Regions from separate parts of the Mus musculus genome. Here all the other regions are linked to region 4. Evidence: chromatin contacts called from public HiCAR-type and promoter capture Hi-C data. All regions are on one chromosome and are shown on one strand. The core of a region is the stretch at or near the end of the contact, and the rest is flanking DNA. Distances in the headings are between cores, read along the strand shown.

Region 1 (2,712 bases), core at 202-2,701, 1.3 Mb before region 4:
AGGGCAGGGCCATCATGGGATCCCCAGCAACAGCCAAGTGCACGGGCTGATGGTATGGTGTAGACTGGGAAGTCAGCTTCCAGGATACAAGCACAGAGAGAGACAGGAGAGGTGGACTGGTGGTGGAAGGGGGCCTCTGTCCCCTTGTCCTTCTAACCTTGGTAGATGTCCTGGAGAGAACCAGCTCCACAGAATTCCATGCAGATCCACAGCTTCTGCAGCCTATAGGGCGTCAAGAGAGCAGGGATTACAATGGTAGTGAGACCTCCCGGGGCTATCTCACTCCCCCGCCCACCACACAGTGTCCTGTTCCCATGACAGCAGAGGCTGAGGATAGCCAGGAAGTGTGTATTCCAGAGCAATTTTTAGGTCTTTGGGTTCCAACCCAAGAGCACCCCACTGCCACCCCAAGGTAATTTAGGGGACAGGGCAGAGAACCCATGGCGAAGCAGACAAGACAAAGAATCCCGGGTTTGAGGAAAAGATGCCATTATTGAGGCAGCTGAGATATTATCTTGGGAGCCAAGAAATTTGAGAGCTCAAATTAAAGAAGCAGAATAAAAATGGGTGATGCAGGGAGCAGACTAGTGAGAGATTTGATTACAACAACGAGGAGGGTTCTAGATTAGCCCTTAAAAATTAGCAGGCACTCAGTAAGAAAGGCAGAATTTCAGATTGGGAATCAGACTGGGATGCCCCAATTAAAAGTGAAAGTCCTCAGGTTGGAAGTCAAGTTAGGGTATCTGGGTCACAAATGGTAGTTTAGGAGTGGAGACCTGGTCAGAGTTAAGGGGCTGGGGTTGGGGGATGGGCTAAGACATCACCAGAGGTAACTGCCATGGTAAGCCACGATGTTGGCGTGCCGGCAAGTTTTCAGCATGAGAATCTCCTTCTGAAGGGTGGCGACGTCATCATCTGTGGGGAGGGGCCGGAGAGCGAAGGTGGGCTACAAGCGGGGGCTTACAGAAATGTCCCTGTATCCCAGGAAGGAAAGGGCGGGGATGGGGAAGAAGTTTCTGGGGGTGCTCTCACCAGGCTCCATCTTCACCATCTTCAAAGCCACCAGGTCCTTAGACACCTTGTCGCGAGCCTTGTAAAGGGGAAGTTGGTCATCAGGCAGACTCCATAGCTTGCCATCCTCAGCATCTCTGAACCAAGGCCAAGGCCTGGCATTCTCTTACACTCCTGCTTGCCAGCCTCTCCCCAACTATCCCAGGGTTGTGGTGGAGGAGACAGAAGGGCTTTCTCACCTTGAATACTTCTCCATAAGTTCCACCACCCAGTCGTTGCAGTAGATCATAGTGTTCTCGAGGGTCCTTATTAAAAATGTCGGGGTCCACAAGGGCCATTCCTGGAGGCCGGGGCTGGGCCAGTGCCCAGGGGGCCAACAGGGCCTCAGGGTTCAAGCTTTGGTATTACCTTCTGTCTCCACACAAGTCCTGGGCCCGCCTTGACTCTGTGGGCTGTGGCCTTCCCCCTCCCCACTCTCGCTTCCTGCCCCAGCTGCAGGGCTGTGCAGAGGGCTGCACAGAGGGCTCCACCCCCGTCCCCTGGGTTCTGAGAGTTTGATCGCCTTGGGACCCATGGGACTCCCCTTTACCCACTGAAGGACACTATGTAAATAAGATGCAAAAGTTCTTAAATGCAACCTGGGGCTGACCTAGCACCCTCTCCCCAACACTCTATTTTGGGAGGAGTCATAGGTTACGGTTGAACCTCTGCTGGGTTCTTGAAGATCTGGAATCAAGCCAGAGGTTGCAGGTCTGCACAAAGCTGGCTAGGTTTCACAGAAGACCTGTTTACTCGTGACACATGCATGTGACTTAAGTGACAGCTGAGCTCAGGGCACCTGCCCGCATGGCACATGTCTGTGCAACGCTTCAAACGTGTAGGGAATCTGTGGCAGACGTGGAACACTTGTTAGTAGCCCCTACGCAGAGCCGATGGAGACTACAGGTGTCTTTTGCCTTCCCGGCCTCCTAACAGCACTGTAGCAGTACGGAACCGAGTGGGGACCAGCGAGGAAGTGAAGATACATACAAGATGCTGTCTCAGGCACCCAAGTCGGAGACAAGAAGGGCTTCAGAGAGCATCTCCCACCCGACTAAACTCAAAGAAAAGGAAACAGCAACCCTTCACGGGGCTAAACGCTTAAGGCTACGCATGCGTAGAGAAAATAAAGTCTCCTTTCCCCGTACAACTCCAGCGCACGCGCGTCAGAAGCTTAAGTACTAAGTTTGCGCGGCCCGGGAAAAGCTTAGCCCGCCTCCTGGCGCCTGCGTAGTAAGGCAGACTAAACCTTTTCTCACGCTATTGGTCTCTTTTAAGTGAGCTCATTGCGCATGCGCAAGTTACAACTGCTGGAAGGAAATCACGTGGTAGACAAAAAAAAAAAAAAAAAAAAACAACCGGCGCTGGTGCTGAAAGCGCCTTTCCCTTTGCCTTCCTTGTAGGAGCTGGAGGGAGGGTGTGACGCAGGTTCCGCTTCCTACACCTCTCTTCCGGTCCTCTAGTGCTAAGCACCGTGCCTGGTGTTCGACTCCAGCTGAGGCTGCCGAAGGCAACAGTGATCATGGCGATGTTTGAGCAGATGAGAGCGAACGTGGGCAAGTTGCTCAAGGGTATCGACAGGTCTGAATTCCGCTGAAGGGCGCTCTCTGGCCAAGCGGGGTGGAGAAGACGGGGAGCCAGCCAGGGGTGGCCAGGGCTCCA
Region 2 (2,700 bases), core at 42-2,541, 1.9 Mb after region 4:
CCTGCGGAGGCAGCGGAACTATGCTGGTCGCTGGGATGTCCTGATCCAGCAGGCCACTCAGTGCCTCAACCGTCTTATTCAGATCGCTGCCCGAAAGAAGCGAAACTATATCCTAGATCAGGTACTTGCAACCAACTAGTGGTCCTTGGCAGAGGGGTGGAAACGTAGTCACTGCATGGGGATCCCCTCCAAGCCCTTTTCTCAATTCTCCATCGTGCTCTGTAGCAGCTGTGCTGGTCAAGGGCGCACCATTTGTGAGGATAGCAATAGCCCCTTCATGCCACTTTCTGACCCAGACCTACCGGCTCACTCATTTTTAGGCAAGAGTCACATAGCCACATGAAAGAGGAATAGATTTCTTTGTGTGTAGGTGTTTTGCCTACATACCAGTTTGCTGCATGTGTGCCTGATTCACAAAAACCAGAAGAGGGCATCAGATCTTTGGTACTGGAGTTACACTTTTGTAAGCTGCCATGTATATGGGTTCTGGGAGTGGTCTTCTGGGAAAGCAGCTAGTACTTTTAACCACTGAGCTATTTCTCCAGTCTCAAGAACCAAAGATTTCTAAGTCTCACAGGCTTGAACCCCAACTCTACTGCTTGCTAGCTATCATTTGTGGACAGCCAACTTGATCATGTGAATGAATCTCAGCATCCTAGTTTGCAAAATGGAGCTTAAGGCCCCTCGTGCCTCCATAGGACCGAGTTCAGAACAGCTGGTGTGGATATCGTTACACGCTGCAGAGTAAAGGTACTCTAGCTTCTCTGGGCACATCCTTAGGAGTATGTGGCACATGTTTACATTTCAATTAGGGGTGGGGTTCAGTCAGTTTTGAATTGGAGTCAAAACACTGTGTATGGTTTTCAGCATTGTCAAAAGAATGAGTGGGCTAAGCAGAGCTTAGAATCGCTGTCACTGGTGGGTTCCACATGTTTGTTACCCACACAGCATTTTATTTGCATTTGTTGTGTAGGCTCCATTGAGTTGCAGCAGCGTGTGTTTACTTGTTGTGGGTTCTCTGGTTCAGCCTTACATGCACGCTTTCTTAGGACCCTATAAGCATACAGATAAACCCTATAAAGCCCCATCGTGTAACCTGGCTAAAGTGCTTTCTGTGTGTGGCACTGACTACTTGGAACCATGGCTTAAAGCCTGATGAAAAGGGAGCTGGTAACTAGCATTGGTGGCTGGCTGAGTGGAAAGGAAGTCTCCAGGAAACATGTTGTCCTCACATGAATTGAAGATCCTGCACAGGCCAGTTGACGACAGTTTGTAAGCGCTCTGTGGTTTTCCTTTAGCTCAGCCCTGACAGTAAGGGGTCTACTACTCAGCCTTCTCTCTAGACATGCTTAGTTGGCTTCTTGTACTGGCAGTCAAGTCTAGGACCTTACTTATGCTAGATAAGTTCTCCCAATCAAGCTTTATATTCACTGCTCCCCACCTCACTCTGCCCTATTCTCTTTGTTAGACCTTTTCGGAATTTTAGTCTGTCTGTCCCACTGGACTTCTAAGAGGCTGAGCCATGATGTTTATGCCCTGAGGTTCCTCTTTTGCTCTCCCCAGAAAGAATTCCCTGCCTGACCTTTACTCACATTGCTGCCCAAATTAGCCCAACAGTGGAAGTCACGGTGAGAGCATGCCATGTGCCATTTCTGTCCTGCAGTTCAGGCAGGCACAAAGTAGAACTAATGCAGCCTTCTTAGCTGCTACATCCTTGTTTGGAGCTGGAGTTAGGCCTAAGTCGCACAGATCGCCTGTGGTCTCCAGCCTGCTGACCTCGCAGAAGGGATGCAGATCAGGCCATATGATCCAAACCAACCATAATGCAAAGGCTCCTGCCCTCCAAAGTAAAGAACACAGTCCTCTAGTTAACCCAAGGCTAGAGCCAGGGGCTGAAGCTCTAGGTCAGTGAGGCCAATAAAGAGGTTTTAAGCCAGTGGCTTTTCTTTTTTTTTTTTTTTTTTTTTTTTGGTTTTTTGAGACAGGGTTTCTCTGTGTAGCCCTGGCTATCCTGGAACTCACTTTGTAGACCAGGCTGGCCTCGAACTCAGAAATCCGCCTGCCTCTGCCTCCCAAGTGCTGGGATTAAAGGCATGCGCCACCACGCCCGGCGGCTTTTCTTGTTTTAGCCAAAACTCCAAAAAGTTTGTTCCAGAAAATTTAATTATGAAAAATTTGTTGTATGAATGAATGTAGGCAAAGGTTTGGAGCACATCTTGACACGACCATTAGCCGTGGTTGTGAGGATTACTTTGATAATGCGTAGCTGTCTCGTGGGCAGGGTAGATCTTTGAAAGAGACTAGCACTGCATGCTGTGTTCCCATAGTCGCAGAATCTCAGCCCAGGTCATATTCCCTGTAGTTAGCTCTTCTGTACCTATTATGTGTCAACCTCAGACATACCTGTCCTTGGAAGATAATTCATCTCTACAACCCTGCTGAGGCTGGGCAGCCAAGATTCTACCTTTGCCAAGCCCCTAGCCAGGCAACCCTAGGATGAGGTTTCTAGCCTGTCTTTAGGCTATCATAGGGATTCGAAACAGGGTGTTCAACAGGAACTGTGTGTTCTAAGAGACAACAAAGTTGCCCAAACCATCTGGAGCTGGAGGTTATAGTCTATAGGCCAGGAAGAGCATTGGTCAGTCAGTTGGCTGCATACAACTTTGCTTACTTGGCCTCACACTCAAAGCTTTGGTTCTA
Region 3 (2,700 bases), core at 175-2,674, 2.0 Mb after region 4:
CCAGCTTGAGTGTTTGGACTCTTGGCAAAGTTCCCTGGCACCCTAGAGCTAGGGAACTCCACGGCCTCACATCGGGAATCCTCCTGTCTAGCCAGATGGAGGGCGGCAGGAAAGGGAGGCAGTGCAAACTGGGTGGGCTTCCTGAAGGAGGGGATGTCTTGGAGGGCCAGGAGCGTTCTTCAGTTGAACGGACACGTATTATAAATCATAAAATTGATAAACACATTACATGTGTTCACTGCGCTTACTTTGCCAGACTTTGGGTAAATGTGTGGGCATTTGTTGTCACATCTAAGTTAAAATCCATATGTCGGGCTGTGGAAATGACTCAGAGGAAAGGGGGGCTTGCTGCTAATCCTGATAATCTATGTTGGATCCCAGGAACATATCTGGTGGAAGAAAAGAACCAACTCCTACAATTCATCCACTGACTTCTACACATGCTTGCTCTACATAGCATGTGTGCACCACACAAAAGAAATAAATGTAATATAAAAATTTTTTTGTTTTTGTTTTTGGAGACAGGGTTTCTCTGTGTAGCCCTGGCTGTCCTGGAACTCACTTTGTAGACCAGGCTGGCCTCAAACTCAGAAATCCGCCTGCCTCTGCCTCCCGAGTGCTGGGATTAAAGGCGTGTGCCACCACACTCGGCATAAAAAAATGTTTAATTGTTATCACATCTAGGAGGATGGGCATATGTCCCGAGTTTCCAGATGAAGGAATTCGGTTTAGAGAGAGATGACACTATCTATGGTCCAAAGTTCACACATCGAGTGCCTTGGAATGCCTGCAAAGGAGCTGTATGCAGAGAGCCCAACCCTGGACACCACCAACCACCAACGTCACTGAAGGATGCTTATAGCATCCCATCCTAGACCATTCCTCGGCCTCTGTCCTTGGAAGCTTCGCTCAACCTTCCTACCTCAGCTTCTTCCCTCCCCCTGGGGATTCTGCTGTGGGTTACAGTCTGTTGGCACTGGTCCCATTTGTTTATGTCAACACAGGAGCCAGTGTCCTGGCCTCAGTTTCCTCATCTGCAAATTAAAGGGAATGCAACCAGGACCCGGCAAGGGGTAGCATCCGCACTCATTGAACAAGCTGTGTTCTCAGACCAGTTACTTCACCTCTCTGTGCCTCTTTGCTGCCGGGTAAAAAAAGACCATATACCATGCTACTTAGAATTGTTCTGTGGCTGTGTATATTTAAAGCACCTCTTAGAATAAGGCACAAAGCTGTAGTCGATGTTATTATTATTGTTGAGCCATCATTTTGGGTGAGTAATGTGGGGTCCAGCCATGTTCCAACCATCAGGTTTCAGCCTCTTTAAGGGAGAAGCTGCTGGCTCTGGGACCCCCAGAATCGGAGGCCCCCTCCCGGGTCGCTGCGGAGGGGCGGAGTCTGGAGCTATTGCCCCGCCTCTCTCCTCCCCAGCTCGCTGCGGGGCTGGGGCGCAGAGACCCAAGCGCAGCTCAGCAGCATTCAGACCCTGTACGGGGTAGCCCGGACGCCCGATCTCTGGGTTCAGGTTTGCCCATCTCTGGGCGGCAGGGCAAGGTGGGTGCCCTGCAAGACCCAACCATGTCCGGCGCTTGACCGTGGGCGGTGAGAATAGATGGGGACATTGCTCCTCCCCCAGGGTCCTGGTGTTGCGGGGGCGAGAAAAGGATGGAGGCGAACCTTTGGCGGGGGACCTGCGCTAGATTTGGAATGACCTGGGGCGGGGGAATCATAGAATGAGAAGGATCTTTCTGGCTGAGTGTGAACAGTACATATGCTGAAGAGCTAAGGCGACAGGCCGGCCAGTGGGGAGATGTGTGGGGCAAGGTGCGACACCGGTTGAGCTGGACAGGTGTGCAATGGAAGGGATGAGACCTGAGAAACGTAGCAGTGGCGATTTCTGCATGGTGAGGGTGTTTGCGGTTTCAGATGCAACAACGGTGAGGACTGCAAGGTGGCTCAGGGATACACAGGATACGTAAGAACGCTGCCGGCCTCAGACATGTTTTTGAGGGGAGTCGCTGTAATTTTGCAGCATGTGCTTAAGGAGACCTTTGGCAGAGCCAGGGTGTGGGTGGGTTTACCTTCAAAAGGGATGGGTGACAGTGGCCCTGGGAACTGAGTGTGAGTGAGGGCTAGGGGTGTGTGAACTAGGGTGGAGCTCATATGTGACTGGGGATGAGGGATGGATGTGTGCATTATAGGGGGAAGGCTGCGGACCTGTGAACCTGGAGATGGAAGTGTGTGTGTGTGTGTGTGTGTAGAGGACTCATGGGACAAACGTGTGTAAGACGTGGTTTACAATGATTGTGCAACAGGTATTTTTACTACATATTTTTTGGTTTCTCGAGACAGGATTTCTCTGTATGTCCTTGGCTGTCCTAGAACTTGCCTTGTAGACCAGGCTGTTCTGAGCTTACAGAGACTCGCGTTCCTCTGCCTCCTAAGTGCTAGGATTAAAGGTGCATGCCACAACTGCCCAGTGGTACATACTTTTTAAAAATGATTTATTTTTATTTTATGTGCATTGGTGTTTTGCCTGCATGTATGTCTGTGTGAGGGTGTTGGATCCCTGGAACTGGACAGTTGTGAGCTACCATGTGGGTGTTAGGAATTGAACCTGAGCCCTCTGGAAGAGTAGCCAGTGCTCTTAAATGACATTTCTCCAGCCCTAAATACCTTTATGTGTGTATATGTATATAC
Region 4 (2,700 bases), core at 24-2,523:
CTGAGGATAAGTTAGAAAAATATATAGGCAGGTAGAGAAACGGCCTTCCTGCCAGGGTTGTTTCCTTCCTTAGAGAAAGGTTAGAAGGACAAATGCCTAGGCAAAATGTTAAGATGAGAGGACCCATAAGTCTTATAAAATGCTAAACACAGAGCCCTTGTAACGACTCCCAACTCAGCGATTGTCAGCTTGCCTCAATAAAGCTCCACACACGCACACCTTTGTCCCTCTCAGTCAGTTCTTTGCCTGTCCCACAAATAAACTCAACCAGAATCTTAGTTACCGTAGGGGGCAAAGATGGGTCAGCTCTAAAGGGCATATGCTGCTTTTGCGGAGAACCTGAATTTGGGTCCCCAGCACCCACATGGGGTGGCTCACAACCGCCTGTGACTGAAGTTTCCAGGAGATCCAACGCCCTCTTTGGGTGCGTGCACGCACGCACGCGCGCGCGCACACACACACACACACAATTTAAAAATACGATCACTGACAGTGTTTGTTTTTCAATTTTTCAATTTCTTTTAAACTGCCCTTGACTCTTGCTTTGCCATTTATAATTTAGCAATCTTGAACAAAGTGAGTTTGTTTCTCTGAGTCACCTGTAAATGAGGCTCTTCGTGAAGATTTAATGACATCATCTGAGCAAAGCCCCCACCCCCGGAAACCCCTCCTTTCAGCCCCCTCTCTCCAAACTGAAGCTCATTATAGGAGGCAGAAGAGTATAGACAAGTTCTTACTGCAGATGCCAGTGATCCCATAGCTGGTGAGGCAAGCAAATCTGGCTATGAAATCTTCGAGACAGTACACTTCGCCCTCCAGCCTGCTCCTGCCCAAAGAGGCAGCACAAGTCTGTGCGTTAACTTGCTCCAGTCACCCATTGCTCTCTGAAGCAGGTGGTTCAAGGAGCGCAATGGTCCACGAACGAACTACATTTCCCAGCATGCACTTCCAGCCAGGGACCCTAGAGACTATCCTGCGAACCTTGTCCGAACCGCTTTAGGAGTATCGGTCCGTAATCTCCATTCATTCAGCTCCTATGTTTCCCTTGGCTAAATGAGTCAGTTACCGTGAACTCCAACATGAACGGGTCTCCTGCAGGGCTTGTAGAAAGCGTTGGTTCATTCGCCCTGATAGGAGATAGGGCCTAAGGACCAGGGCTCATGTAGCCTGGGACGAACCCAAGGCCTCGCAGCTTGGGACTACAACTCCCAGGCGGCATCGCGGCGGCAGCATAAACACGTCACTGGACACCGCCAAGAGCCCCGGCGGGGAGAGGGACTTAGGGGGCCGACCAGGAGCCGGCTGAGGAGGATGGGGGCCGCCCACGCGTTCCTCGCGTGAGGAGGCCGAGGGGCGCGCCACCCCATCCCGGGGCGGCCGCCCCCGGGGCGCCGCCATCCCTGCCCGGCCCTGCGGTCGTGGCTGAGGATGCGGAGCCGGGGGCCGCCGGTGGAGCTGCGCGGGGTGAGAGGCGCGGGGAGGGGCGGCCGCTTGCTGCCCTCGGCCTCGGCCTCCGCCGGCGGGCCCCGCTCGACCCGGCCCTCCCTGCGCCCTGACATCGTTGGGGACAGGTGAACCTAACGCCTCTCCTGCACAGCCAAATCCGAGGGATCGGTCCTATCGTTTGAAAAAGGTGTTTTTTAGGTTTTTGGGGTTTTTTTTCTTTTTAATTCCTTCGCTCCAGCGGAGGCCCCTCCCCCAGCTATGGTCCCCAGGAGCCCCCCGGGGTCCGCAGGGACTGTCTCCCATCCCGGCCTCCCGGCCCCGCGCTCAGCATTCCGCGGGCAGCCTGCGTGAAGCGGCCTCCCGCAGCCCCCGGCCCCTCCCCCATGGAGGAGGAGGAGGGGGCGGCGGCCAGAGAGTGGGGCGCGACCCCCGCGGGGCCAGTGTGGACCGCCGTGTTCGACTACGAGGCGGTGGGCGACGAGGAGCTGACCCTGCGGAGAGGCGACCGCGTCCAGGTGCTTTCCCAGGACTGTGCGGTGTCTGGAGATGAGGGCTGGTGGACAGGGCAGCTGCCCAGCGGCCGTGTGGGCGTCTTCCCCAGCAACTACGTGGCCCCCGCTGCACCCGCCGCACCCTCAGACCTCCAGCTGCCACAGGAGATCCCCTTCCACGAGCTGCAGCTGGAGGAGATCATCGGTGTCGGGGGCTTTGGCAAAGTCTATCGCGCCGTATGGCGTGGAGAGGAAGTAGCGGTCAAGGCCGCTCGGCTGGACCCTGAACGGGACCCGGCAGTGACAGCGGAGCAGGTCCGCCAGGAGGCCCGGCTCTTTGGAGCCCTGCAGCACCCCAACATCATTGCCCTGAGGGGCGCCTGCCTCAGCCCCCCAAACCTCTGCCTGGTGATGGAATATGCTCGGGGAGGTGCATTGAGCAGGGTACTGGCAGGTCGCCGGGTCCCCCCTCATGTGCTGGTCAACTGGGCTGTGCAGGTGGCTCGGGGCATGAACTATCTACACAATGATGCCCCTGTGCCCATCATTCACCGGGACCTCAAGTCCATCAACAGTAAGTGGTATCCTCTCTCCCAAAACTCTTCCGCTGAATCTTATGAGGCCAAGCCCAGATCGTTGGAAAGGGCAATGGACAGCAGATGGCACTGCATGGGGCAAGCAGGGCCAGGTGAAGGGGGACTTTGGTTGTATTAATAAGAAAAGGGAAGCTCAGAAAGGTCTCTTTCATTCAGTAGGTCAATGA
Region 5 (2,700 bases), core at 127-2,626, 1.5 Mb before region 4:
CTCCTTCATTGTTATGGTGAGTGGCAGCCAAAGGCTTCCTTACTGGGTGGGCAGGGGGTTCACCTACTACTATACCCCAACCCCAACCCCGACCCCTTGTGACTGTTGTACTGGGCTTGCAGGTGTCTACCAGCTTCTTTATAGCCCTGGTTGTCTTCTACATCCTGTTCTGCCTCGTGTGGCCTCACATAGTGAAGGCCTGGGTCTCATTTCGCTGGAAGATTCACAACATGATGGCACCAGAGACCTATTCATCTTCCTCCTCTTCTGGGGGCTTCACCCTCCATTCTCACAGCTCAGAGGGAAGTTTTGAGGGTCCCTCCAGACCAGGTACCAAAGAGGACAATGTTCAAGCTAAGAGAGCAAAGGTGGCCTGAGTCCCTGGTCTGTACTCTTCCTCATGAACCCTTAGGCCTCTCCTCATGGGAATGCAGCCTGCCACCTCCCCAGGACTTTCTGGTTGGCTAGAATGCTCATGTCTCATTCAGACCCTAATAAAGCCTCCTTGCAGAATCAGTCCCGAGTCCTCAGAAAGGCTCACGTCCGCTTGGTTTGTACCAGCACAGCTGTAGTTAACTGTCAGAATGATGTCAGAATCTTTTATTTTCAAGATGGCACAGCAGATAAAGGAGCTCTCAAGCCTGACAACCTGGGTTTGATCCCCAGGCCTCATGAGATCTAAAGAGAGAGCCGACTCTGTGAAGCTGTCCTCTGACCTCAACATGGGCACATGCACGCACACACACACACACACACACACACACACACACGCATGCCTGTAGGCCAGGCTGGCCTGGAACTCAGAGATCCGCCTGCCTCTGCATCCCAAGTGCTGGGATTAAAAGCGTGAACCACAAAGCTCGGTCTGTAATTCTATTTTAATTTCAAAAATAAGAAAAAAATGGAATAAGAGAAAATAAGAGAAATGGCTCAGTGGTTAAGAGCACTGACTGCTCTTCCAGAAGCCCTGACTAAAATTCCCAGCAACCACATGGTGGCTCACAACCATCCATAAAGGGATCAAATACCCTCTTCTGGGGTGTCTGAAGACAGCCACAGTGTACTTATATACATAAAATGAATAAATAAATCTTTTTAAAGAGTCTGAAAAAAACGTGGAAGAATGATGCTCTGATAAACACGAACGCCTAATCTTAAATCTCACCTGCTAGTCCTCTCTCAGCCTGCCTATGTAGTGACACCTGACAAGTTTTCCAAATGGCTCCACATCGCCACCCCTTGACGTAGAGGCGGTACCCTTAAGATGGACATTCCACAGGCCGAAGCCAGCGAGGGTGGCCATGGTGACTACAGGTGGGCGGGACATTGTGGGCATTGTTTTCAGTTGGAGCGAACGGACTTCCGTTCGCCATTTTGAATGACAGCAGAGGCGGAGCTGCGGCATGTTCATTAAGGGTCGGGCTGCGAAGACACCCCGAGGAGAGCCGCGGCGCTCCTCCCGCGGGGGGCGGAAACTGGCAGTGGTAGCTCCGCCTCCAGTTTTGGGCTCCACCTCCCGGCCTCATTTCCGCCGGGAGTCCATTGCCCGGCGTCGCTGCCGTAAGTCGGGTCGGCGGCTTGCCGCATCACGGAAGATGGCGGCCACAGCGGCTACGGTGAACGGGTCGACCACCGTCTCGAGCTCCGGACCCGCGGCCACCTCGGTCGGGATCCTGCAGGCAGCGGCCGGCATGTACGAGCAACTCAAGGACGAGTGGAACCGGAAGAACCCGAACCTTAGTAAATGTGGAGAAGAACTGGGCCGCCTGAAGGTAAGAGGTCGCCGGGTCCTAGATGCCTAATGCCTGGGGGAAGGTGACAGACGGGAGATCGAGGCTGGTAGAGCGGGCCCTGAGGTGTCGTTAAGGGAGTGATGATGGAAAGATTGGTTCTGGCAGAATCGAATGAGATGGTTCGAGCTTTGTTACTTGGAGGGAGGCAGGAAGGAGTGGGATCAGTGACAAACGGGGAGATAGTGAAAAGAATAAGTCTGAGGTGACGGGACGTTGAGGGAATGTGTGGCAAATAAAGCCCAGGTAAGCTGTGAGGGAGCAGAGGTTAGGAAACACCTGTGTGAAGAGGGGCAACAGGAACAGTTTGAAGCCAAAAACGAACCTAGAAGAGCACACGTTTCGGTTGTAAACACACTCAGGCGGATAGAAGGCCAGTCTGGTCTTCAATAGCGAGTTTGAGGAGGCTGGGCTACATAGACTTCGTCTCAAAATATATATATAATAATAATAAGTAAACAACAACAAAATATGTGTTAGGTTCCCAAGTTTACTAAGGAATGGTGTCTGGGATGGACTGGGGGGGGAGGGAAAAGGAATGCCCCACATTCCTTGTTACCCCTTCTCGGGCACACTGTGGTGGAGGTCTTCCCAGACCTGCATATAATGGCTGAACACGATGTCCCACACTTGTAATCCTAGCACTCGAGAGGCTCACACCAGGCTCTCCAGTTCTAGACTAGATTGGCCTGCCTGGGGAGATGCTGTCTTAAACAAGAGAGAAACCTAAAACAAGCTAAATATAGCAACAGGAAGAATTGAGGTCATGGGCGTCTCCCTACCCCATGATCCCCCTGGGTCAGGCACCAAGTGCCTCGTGTTTCTCAGTGGAGTTACTAATATTTGTAAGATGAGGTAATCCAATTGGTACGCTCCGTGTTCTTGGGCCCTTTGGTGTTTGCTTTACAAG

The links. Promoter capture Hi-C pulls out the DNA fragments that hold promoters and counts their contacts. HiCAR-type assays count read pairs that join an accessible place to other places.
Region 1: a promoter capture Hi-C map of liver shows a contact between it and region 4, with 2.3 times the contacts expected there. The contact joins the promoter of Map4k1 here to the promoter of Map3k10 in region 4. A contact is called at or near these places in 1 of 39 promoter capture datasets (liver) and 1 of 484 Hi-C or Micro-C datasets (CD4 T cells).
Region 2: a contact with region 4 is called in a promoter capture Hi-C map of pre-B cells, with 3 times the contacts expected there. The contact joins the enhancer-like site here to the promoter of Map3k10 in region 4. A contact is called at or near these places in 4 of 39 promoter capture datasets (cranial neural crest, liver and pre-B cells) and 1 of 115 datasets of contacts at active chromatin or transcription factors (embryonic forebrain).
Region 3: a HiCAR-type map of astrocytes shows a contact between it and region 4, with 5 times the contacts expected there. The contact joins the promoter of Tmem91 here to the promoter of Map3k10 in region 4. A contact is called at or near these places in 3 of 39 promoter capture datasets (cranial neural crest, frontonasal cranial neural crest and liver) and 2 of 115 datasets of contacts at active chromatin or transcription factors (astrocytes and stem cell-derived neural progenitor cells).
Region 5: a promoter capture Hi-C map of liver shows a contact between it and region 4, with 2.9 times the contacts expected there. The contact joins the promoter of Psmd8 here to the promoter of Map3k10 in region 4. A contact is called at or near these places in 1 of 39 promoter capture datasets (liver) and 1 of 9 other capture datasets (adipose tissue).

The regions. Positions count from the first base shown.
Region 1 is chr7:28,981,593-28,984,304 of GRCm38.p6, reverse strand. It overlaps Map4k1 (mitogen-activated protein kinase kinase kinase kinase 1), which reads right to left and starts at 1,451. Exons shown (of 32, transcript NM_008279.2): 1 at 1,251-1,451; 2 at 1,033-1,090; 3 at 825-915; 4 at 158-222. The coding sequence starts at 1,349. It overlaps Eif3k (eukaryotic translation initiation factor 3, subunit K), which reads left to right and starts at 2,417. Exons shown (of 8, transcript NM_028659.3): 1 at 2,417-2,631. The coding sequence starts at 2,573.
Region 2 is chr7:25,730,437-25,733,136 of GRCm38.p6, reverse strand. Hnrnpul1 (heterogeneous nuclear ribonucleoprotein U-like 1) reads left to right here. Exons shown (of 15, transcript NM_144922.3): 10 at 1-121. Among named protein-coding and RNA genes, the nearest start is that of Ccdc97, 13 kb to the right of the region's middle. Within about 2 kb of position 1,291, at least 39 of the 459 cell types and tissues checked have an H3K27ac peak or open chromatin away from gene starts, as enhancers often do. A contact at or near this core is called in pre-B cells, where this site is marked.
Region 3 is chr7:25,673,890-25,676,589 of GRCm38.p6, reverse strand. Tmem91 (transmembrane protein 91) reads left to right here and starts at 1,424. Exons shown (of 4, transcript NM_177102.4): 1 at 1,424-1,554.
Region 4 is chr7:27,673,154-27,675,853 of GRCm38.p6, reverse strand. It overlaps Map3k10 (mitogen-activated protein kinase kinase kinase 10), which reads left to right and starts at 1,273. Exons shown (of 10, transcript NM_001290528.1): 1 at 1,273-2,511. The coding sequence starts at 1,830. It also overlaps a transcript of Zfp607b not described here.
Region 5 is chr7:29,179,349-29,182,048 of GRCm38.p6, reverse strand. Psmd8 (proteasome (prosome, macropain) 26S subunit, non-ATPase, 8) reads left to right here and starts at 1,376. Exons shown (of 7, transcript NM_026545.3): 1 at 1,376-1,772. The coding sequence starts at 1,404. It overlaps Catsperg1 (cation channel sperm associated auxiliary subunit gamma 1), which reads left to right. Exons shown (of 28, transcript NM_001368407.1): 27 at 1-16; 28 at 123-517. The coding sequence ends at 377.